Regions from separate parts of the Zea mays genome. Here region 1 is linked to region 2. The links are chromatin contacts, called in public Hi-C maps. All regions are on one chromosome and are shown on one strand. The core of a region is the stretch at or near the end of the contact, and the rest is flanking DNA. Distances in the headings are between cores, read along the strand shown. Region 1 holds the start of LOC100381463. Region 2 has its middle 20 kb from the start of LOC100285575.

The links. Hi-C and Micro-C count contacts between places; a contact is called where the count stands out from the background.
Region 1: a contact with region 2 is called in a Hi-C map of endosperm, with 2.9 times the contacts expected there. The contact joins the promoter of LOC100381463 here to the enhancer-like site in region 2. A contact is called at or near these places in 16 of 25 Hi-C or Micro-C datasets (bundle sheath, ear, endosperm and 6 more) and 2 of 3 datasets of contacts at active chromatin or transcription factors (leaf and seedling).

The regions. Positions count from the first base shown.
Region 1 is chr8:162,800,564-162,805,140 of Zm-B73-REFERENCE-NAM-5.0, forward strand. LOC100381463 reads left to right here and starts at 1,673. Exons shown (of 12, transcript NR_159708.1): 1 at 1,673-1,867; 2 at 1,962-2,009; 3 at 2,536-2,589; 4 at 2,837-2,956.
Region 2 is chr8:162,666,741-162,671,103 of Zm-B73-REFERENCE-NAM-5.0, forward strand. No RefSeq gene overlaps it. Among protein-coding and RNA genes, the nearest start is that of LOC100285575, 20 kb to the left of the region's middle. Within about 2 kb of position 1,306, at least 18 of the 20 cell types and tissues checked have an H3K27ac peak or open chromatin away from gene starts, as enhancers often do. A contact at or near this core is called in ear, endosperm, leaf and 3 more, where this site is marked.

The DNA.
Region 1 (4,577 bases), core at 423-2,922, 130 kb after region 2:
TTATTTGAACCTTTTTTGGACTTTATTAGTTTGTGTTGATCCTTTGGCACCTGTAGAACTTATAATTTAGAGCAAACTAGTTAGCCCAATTATTTGTGTTGGACAATTCAACCACCAAAATCATTTAGGAAAAAGGTTTGACCCTATTTCCCTTTCAAATATGCATTAGTATATAAACTAAATCATCGTGTATTTAGGTGACAAATTATAGCACAATTGGCCATTGTAACCACAAGCTTTTTTCAAATGACAAGTGATCTAAAGTCTTAAACAACATCGGATGTAGCTAAATATACACATTTAGCAACCAAACAACAATAAAATATTGCCGCTATATATCTATTTGTTTTATGTTATTGTTCTGCCAATCAATCACTAGTCAAACATCAATAACATTTCTATTTGTATTAAATTATGAGTTTCCGTTAGTATTTCCGTTTCCGTTCGTTTTCGCATTTCCGTTTATCCCGCTCCCGTTTTCGTTCCCGATTATTCCGGACCCAATCCCGTTTCCGATGATAAAATGCGGATACGGAAACGGGAGATGGGTTTTTCCGTTCGTTTTCATCCCTAGCTGGCATCAACACTTTGCAACATAGAAAACAACACGATGTCTGACATCTAAGTAGCTATCAAAATACATTCGCTAACAACTAAGTAGCTATCTAACTATATTCACTAAATATACTAAGCAAAACAAAATAAACTATGTAATTAAACTTAGATTACATAGATAAAAACAGTTTAACGGAAACAATTAATTTAGGTTACATAGATGAAAACAATTTAATGGAACCTATATATACCTATATATAAGTAATAAAAAGTTAATGAAAACAGTTTAATGGAACCATATATACCTATATATAAGTAATAAGTAATGTATAATGGAAACAATTAACTTAGATTACATATATGAAAAAGTTTCACAAATGCAAAAAACTAATTATCATCTACATGTGGACGAGCCGAGCAGCGGACGGGGCGGCTGTTCGGCACGGAGCGCGCTCGCTGGGGCGGCGGACGGGGCGCCGGGGGACCTCGTCGGCGCGGTAGACGGGGCGGCAGACGACGCATCAGGGCTCCAGACGGGCGGTGGACGGGGAGCTAGCGCGGGCGGCGCGACAGATGGGGTGGCGGATGGGCGACAGACGACACGGCTCGCGGGGCTGGGGCCTCGACGGGGCGACAGTCGGGGCACCGGAGCGAGCCTAGGAGCTGGCGGATGAGCGGAGGGAAGAGAATGTGTAAGAGGAGCCGGACCCGCGTCTAAAGCCCTAGCTCGACGTAAGATCTGTGGAGCCGAGCTAGGGCCACGTCGGCGCCTCGTTAGCCCCGGCCGCCTTTGCCACGCTAGTGCTCAGTGTTATAGGCTATAGCGTCGAGATATGTTGCCTCATCGTCATAATCTATGATGCCAAAAAAAGTCTAAAACATAAAATAAGTCGTTCAACAGTTTAGACTAAACGTGATTTTATTTTTCTAAAAAAGTACTAAAATACAAAAATTTCGGTCCAGCGGCGGATGCACAGGGACTGTGCAGCCGCAGTAGTGGGCCTATGTCTTCAGCTCAGCCCACTAATTCCCATCCAACCCTAACTTCAGCCCCTGCCGCGCGCCCGCGATCCACCCCGTTTCGACTGCTCGCCTGCTGCGTGCTGCCTGCTGTCTACGGCCTCATACGACTGCCCTGCGCCCCTCGTGGCTTCTGCGGTTCTGCACACGCGCACTTGTCCCCAAACAGCGGCGTCGGCGTCGGCGGCGATGAGTATCTCAGGCGAGCTTCCCGGCGAAGGATCTGACGGCGAGGAGGAGGTCTTCATCGACGAGGAGGACATCATCCACGAGATAACCATCGACGAAGAAGGTTGATCAGCAGTGCTAGTTTCCCTTCTACTTACTTGCGTACTTGCTTGCTCCATCGCTACTGCTGCTTATTCGTGCCTGCCTTACCTTGTCAGATCTCCCCGACCGCGACGAAGAAGATGACGACGTCGGCGACGGGATTGGTAGGGGTGGATTTTGTTTGGAGCTTCAGCTTTCAGTCTATGCGAAATTTTCTTTATCTGCTCCCCCCTTTTTTTGTCAGTTAGCCTCTCAGATAGTTCTCGAGGAGATTGAGGTGGTTGTTGTTCTGACATAATTAGCGTGCAGTGATATTCATATTCTAGTGCCGTGTAATGTTCTTATATCACCTATTCACTTGAGGTGTGCATCCTACGCTTGGCTGTTCTAGCCTTCTAGGTCTCCATGGATGCATCAGAATGAGATATGATCAGACAGGGCAACTGGCTGATTCTGTATCAATGTCTCGCTAAATAGCACAGCTAGCTCCCTTCATTTTACATACTTTTGCAATTTTCTTGCCACTAGTTCCATTGGATTCTGAAGAATTCCGGCTCATGTGCTTCTGGAATTTTTATTTAGAAACCTGCAGATGATGATGTGCTCAGTTGCTCAATCACTTTTCATGATTTACATTTAAGTCATCAGCAGTGCTTCATTATGCAATCTAACGGCTACTTTCGTTTCCAGTTGATTCAGAAGACATCATTGATGATTCTACGTACTCATTTCTTGGCCACAAAGGCAAGTTGTTACACAAGAAAGTGAAGCTCACCCTGCTTTTGTGGTGCTGATCTGCAGAGTAGTACTATATTTACATGTAATATGGTGCAATGATTTTCAATTTATTACCACAGATTAATACTCGACCTGGAAAATTTGGATAGCTAATCCCATGTTTCCTATCCTAGTATCCTACACATCTCAACGTCTTTCTTTGATAACTAAGCTAATACTCCTTTTATTGTTCCTTCCATTTTTCTGGGTACAGATGAAGTCTTCTCTGTTGCATGCAGTCCTACAGATGCATCACTTGTGGCTTCTGGAGGCAAAGATGATAGGGGATTTCTGTGGAGGATCGGATCAGATGAGGGTGCCTTGGAGCTGACTGGTATAGTTTTCTGTGTTTTTTAATTTGCTGGATGGCAATTATTATCAAAATATCTCTGTACTACCTCTGCTATCTTCATGCTTTTATTTCTTCTTTATGTGAAGTACACCCACTCTTGATTTGTTTGAATTCATGTATGATAATATTTTTGTTCTCTTCATTCATTGTTGTTTATCCAGAACATTACATGAAATGAACTTTGTTCTTGTCCATGTAAATACTGGTGGCACATGCATCATGTATGATTTTCTGTATTTGGTGTTGTGCTCGAAGTTCATGACACCCACATCTTGTCCATGGATGTAACTCGCTAGCTAACTTGTACGATTTTCCTAGATTTTGCATCTACTATTAGTCAGCCTCTGCTCATGTAGCATCTTTTCATGTTGTTGCGGCGGCAGCAGCAACAACAACAAAGCCTTTTTAGTACCAAGCAAGTTGGGGGTAGGATAAAGTTGAAACTTACGGAAATCACAATTCAAGGTTTCAAGCACATGGATAACTATTTTCCACACACTCCTATTTAAGACTAATTTTTTTGATATAATTCATCCTTGTCTTCTTTCACCGTATCTTCCCATGTCAACTTCTTTGGCCTTCCTCTGTCTCTCCTCCGATTGCTATCGCGATTTAGGATCCTGTTCTATAAGGGAATTTGCCTCTAGTTTGTATTAGGTATTGAAGGAATAAAGATCTTCAGGTAGGGAGGTCACCTTCGGTCATCCTGGCTGACCATCACAACCAGGCTGGCGGCGGTGTCGCCCTCCCCCCTACGCCTTACGCTCTATCTCCTGTTCCTCTCATCCGCAGACCACATCAATTGGTATCAGATTCAACTGGAGCATCGGCTTCCATGGCTGGCTCCGGCGGTGATCCTGCGACCATGATGGCTGCGGAGAAGTTGGATTTTCTGGTCACCCAGTTCACATGCATGACCGACTTGGGGACCAAACTGTCGGCACAGCTGGGGACGTTCAACCGACGCATGGACTCCCATGACACGCGCCTTGCTTGCCTGGAAATCATAGCAGGGAAGCAATCGGCCCAGCCACAAGCGAGTTCGGGTCTGGGCAGCATGGCACAAGATGATCTGGATGCCGCCAACAACGAAGCAAACACTGAAAACGTAGAAGCCGGTTTGGATCGGCGTGCCAGCAACAGCATGGGCAGGCGTCGGCCCAGGCAGGGCCGTCGGGATGACATCGGCAGGAGGAGATACCGCAACCATGGCCTCAACAGCGATTACCGTCACGAAGACTCCGATGATGGGCAGCCTACGTGTGACCACCACGGTCATGGTGACCACCGTCGGCCCAAACCCAACTTTCCGTCCTTCGACGGCGAGTCTCATCCTCTTCCATGGCTCACCAAATGTGCATCATACTTTCGTGGTATGCACACCCTCGACGAGGATCGGGTATGGATAGCATCCCTAAATCTGGATGGTGTCGCAGCGGAATGGTACTATGCGCTGGAGCGGGACCATGACATCTTGCCCTGGCCTTGGTTCGCCTTCTTCGTCAACATGCGCTTTGGGCCGCCCCTGCACTCCAATGGCCTCGCTGAGCTCAAGGACCTTCGCCGCACAGGCTCTGTGGACGAGTACACAAGGCAGTTCTCA
Region 2 (4,363 bases), core at 56-2,555:
CACTACACTTGTAGAATGAAATATGAAATCGCCCCACTTGTTTCTCAAATATTTCAGGAGTTATGGAATAGTCAGGCTGACTGATCCTGTAGGGATGGATGTGCTTAAGGATTGTGATGAAAGTGGGTTCCACACTCACCGAGAGACAACCAACGGCAGTCCACTGTCCAGTCTATGAAACCTGCTGGAAAGTGCACTTCAATCTATAAAACACAACTCAAATACATGAGTTTGTGGCAATGATAAGCTAGCAGAGTTTTGCATCCCACACCCAAAAGATATGGTATCAGAATTTATTCAGGACTAAAGAGAAGAAAAATGACATTCATCAAAGGAACGCCTGGTAGTGGTTACACACACTGCACTTGTCTTGTCATCTGCCTTCTCTCCCGCCCGCTTTATTAAAGGATGGATGTCTCATTTGTTCCGAACAAACCGCTTCAGACGATACAAGGTAACTGACCTGATCAGCCATAGGAGGCATGAGTCCAATGGCCTTTGCCAGAAGAAAGAAGGAAGCAGCTGGTTGTAGTAGTATAGTGTTCCATCCAGTTGAAAAGGTACATTGCAACATATTTCGAGTGAATTCTCATCATCCAAAAAAAAAGATGCTACTGGTGCCAGCCAACCTACTGTTGTTGTACAATTACACACCACTAGTTAATATACCTATATGTAAATATATGAACTGAAATTACGAGTTAATATTGATGATGGAGGAAACCAAAAAAAACTGACATGATTTATTTGAGGAATAGACAGATACAGTATAGCGAAAGCTCACTGATGGGTGTTGTGCTGTATAGGATATTGTTACTTGCTGAACTGAACTACCCAGCTACGAGTACATTACATCACAAGCAGAAGCAAGGGGATGGACCTACTAAGAAGAGGAAGACGAAGACGAAGATGAGGAATCCTGAGCATCGGGTCCGTCTGCTTGGTCGATACCAAACTTGTGCTTGAAGGTGTCCTGGCGCTGCATCCACATCATGTGGCCCTGATACACCAACGAAATCATTTTGGATTCGGAAAGGGAGGCGGAGGGGAATAGAAGCCTCCGGATCCAGTCGATGACAAGCATGCATGAGGAAAGCCTGCACCTACCTGCAGCGCTGCTGCCCATACGACGAGGAAGGAGGCCACCCAGAAGCGCTTCTCCTTCACCAGCTTGGACAGATCCACCGCCGCCATGGCTAATGGCTTCTCTTCACTTGAAAAACTCAACTAGTAGTAGGGGATGAGCAGGACGATGTGGGGCCCAGGGCCCAGGGCCCAGGGCACGGAAGACGGATTTTGGGCTGCTGCTTATTGGTTAATTTAACTACTTCTTCATAACAGGCCGGGCCGGGCCGGGACGTCGCGCTGACAGGACAATACAGCTGATGAATGGGCAAATTCCTTTTCATCAACTAGGAGAACTAAGCACCCGTTTGTTTCCTTTGCAGTGACTAAACTTAACTCTATCTTATTTGGTTACTAGGTATATGTCTGTATGTTGCCACGAGTCGAAAAGACCGACGTCTAGGCTGTAAATAGAATTAATTTTTATTTTTAAACACTAAGGTATGTGTGGTCTGATGGTGTCGGCGTTTCGAGACCGGGGTGTGACGGAACCTCCCAAGTAATCAGGCCCACCTACAGTTGTCCTTGTCCAACAGACATCAGACACCCTGTAGATGTTCCTAAGTCACTTGACAAGTTCGGTATCTTTCCTTACCTTACCAGGAACGGTTCACCCGTCTTGCAGACATTACAGAACATCGGAGATAAAGAAATGCGGAAGCAATTACATAAACGTACATTTATTTAGAAAGTAAGATTAAGTTACTTATTACAGACCAGAACTAAAAGTGAGTGCAGAGTAGTAATATTATACAAACCAATGGAGGCACAAACTCCTCCCGATAAGCTTAAGCAAAAGATCCTATGTGGAGGACCAAGTCCTCCCGCACTTCAGTCTTGTTTTTCCTCATTTGGTACCACCTTGGAGCAAAAGCAACAAAAATTTGTCGCTTCCTCACCTAAAAACAACAAAGGGATAAACCTTGAGTATGGAATTACTCAGCAAGTCTTACCCGACTAAGGAAAAGACTCTCAAGGGTATGCTGGATAAATAGGAGTCAAGGAGAGGCTTTAGCAAAATTCAACTTATACTTTTGCAGAAGTAGCTTACTAAAGTGAGTCCTTACTTTCAATCTTTTAACGCCATATTAAGTATTAATAAACTCTATTTGCATCTAGTCTAATTTCACATCACATCAAGACAACATCATTTTTATCCATAGTGTTCACATCCTGACTTTAGGTTGCAGGGAAGTGACCAAGTCTTCATAACCGCGAAGGTACGGTGATCCGAATCGATTATACTCAGCTGAGGATCTCCAATCACACGACATATGTAGCACTTAACCCTTGCATATGTCAACCCGCCACCGGGGTTCTTAAGACCAGATCAGGTTCACGTAAACCGAGAGCACAGATACACCACCGTCCAGCCTCTTGCCACGGAGGGTACACGCTACTCTCGCCACCGCTCCACGCCCATTTCGTGTTATCTTATTCTGGCCTTAGTCTGCCCGAGGCAAGGCTTACCCATGACGAGGCATGTGACCAGTTAAAGGGTCCTCGGTCAGCACACCTACATACGCATTAATCCTTAACCAACCTGGGTAGAACATCACCTGTTCCTAACCCAAGTCTCAATTTAAGTATTTCCATCCTTAGGATTGTGTCTGTTCCTTAGGATGAAAGAGCATCACAGGGAACTTTGCAGTAAGATCCCACTATTGCTCCAAATGAAAATATTCTTGCAGGTAGAAGCCATCCTCTCCCGGGTTAAATTGAGGACAACCTCTATCCACAAGATCTAAGCAAGGCTAAGCATTTTTGTAAATCATATTTTGATACTTCACAGAAGTATCTATAAAGGTATGGATATCAAGGAAAGCAATGCATCAAAGGGTTTCAAACAACTCCTATGAACCTAATGCACATTTCACTAGACTTAAGTGTGCGAAAGGTATTTAAAACACAAGGAAAGGGGTTGCATGCACCGGGGCTTGCCTTCGTTCACAGGTGAATCAGGCTCAGATCCACAGATATCAAAGTAGAAACAATTCCCGGCCTGAGATTCCGAAGGTGGTGGTGGTGGTGGTGTCTCCTCTTCAGTTACTTCAATTTCTTCTTCACGTTCTAATCATAACCATACATATGTATAAGAATGGATGCCATGGGATGCTCATGAGGATGCAAAGATAATATAAACTTATTGACTAGGTCTTGAATACAACTTTCCTTCACGGAACTCCGGGAACTTAGGGTTTCCGGAGTCGGTAAAGGAGTTCATAGGGCGGGGGGGTGTTTTGGGGTTTGGTGACCAAACAAGGTCCAAATCAATTCAAACTCTACCCAAGGCTTCTAAATATTGTTTTAAGTTCCCATAAAAAGTTTGGGCATTTTTGGACTTACCAATTATTTTCTAAAAATCCATAACTAATACTTTTAACTACTTTAAATACCCTAAAATTTCTTATTTCCACTAAAAATCACAAAACTATTTTTATTAAATTCTAGGGAAAATAACAAGCCTAGGAAAATTAGTTTCACAATTTTAGCATTTTCTACATTTTTCTATAATTGTTTTGGCTCTGGAGATAAAAGAAAAAGAAAAACAATTGAATAGCACTGGGCCGAATCCAGCCCAGGCGGCCCAGCTAGGGCAGAAAGGCGCCCGCGCGCGCGCCCGCGCTGGCAGACTTGCACAGAGACCCTTGGGGTTTTAACTAACTGCGAACGAGCCCTTTCACTATTTAACACAGTCACTGACACTTTGCTGAAGAGCCCTCCAACTTCTAAGTCTTCACAGGGAGAAGTCCACGACGGCGGTGGGCGCAGGGACGCTCCGGCGAGGTCCTGGACCGGCTGATTTACTTAAGGATTAATGCCCTACTTCGGTAGAAACTGAATTCAAGTCCTATCCAGTGTTTCCCCAAATTAATTTGGCTAATGATCAACTATGGAGCTCTGGCCACGGTGGCCGTGAGCATGGCGGCTATACGGTCGTGTTCCCGGCGACCAGAGGACTCTTAGTTCAATTCAGTGGCTCGGCAAGCATCGTAGACGCATAAGAAGGCTTAAACAAGAGAGCAGAGGGGAGGAGCTAACCGGAGTATGGCTGGCGACGGTGAAGCTTGTTTCACGGTGGCGGAAAAAGATTTGGGGGAAAACGCGAATTCGAGCTCACTGGTGGATGATTGTGGCCGATTAGCGGTGGCTAGTTAGCTGACGACCTCACGGAGCTAGTCACGGGCTCAATTTATAGGGAGGACGGGCGGTGGCGCTTGAATTGACGATGGCGCGG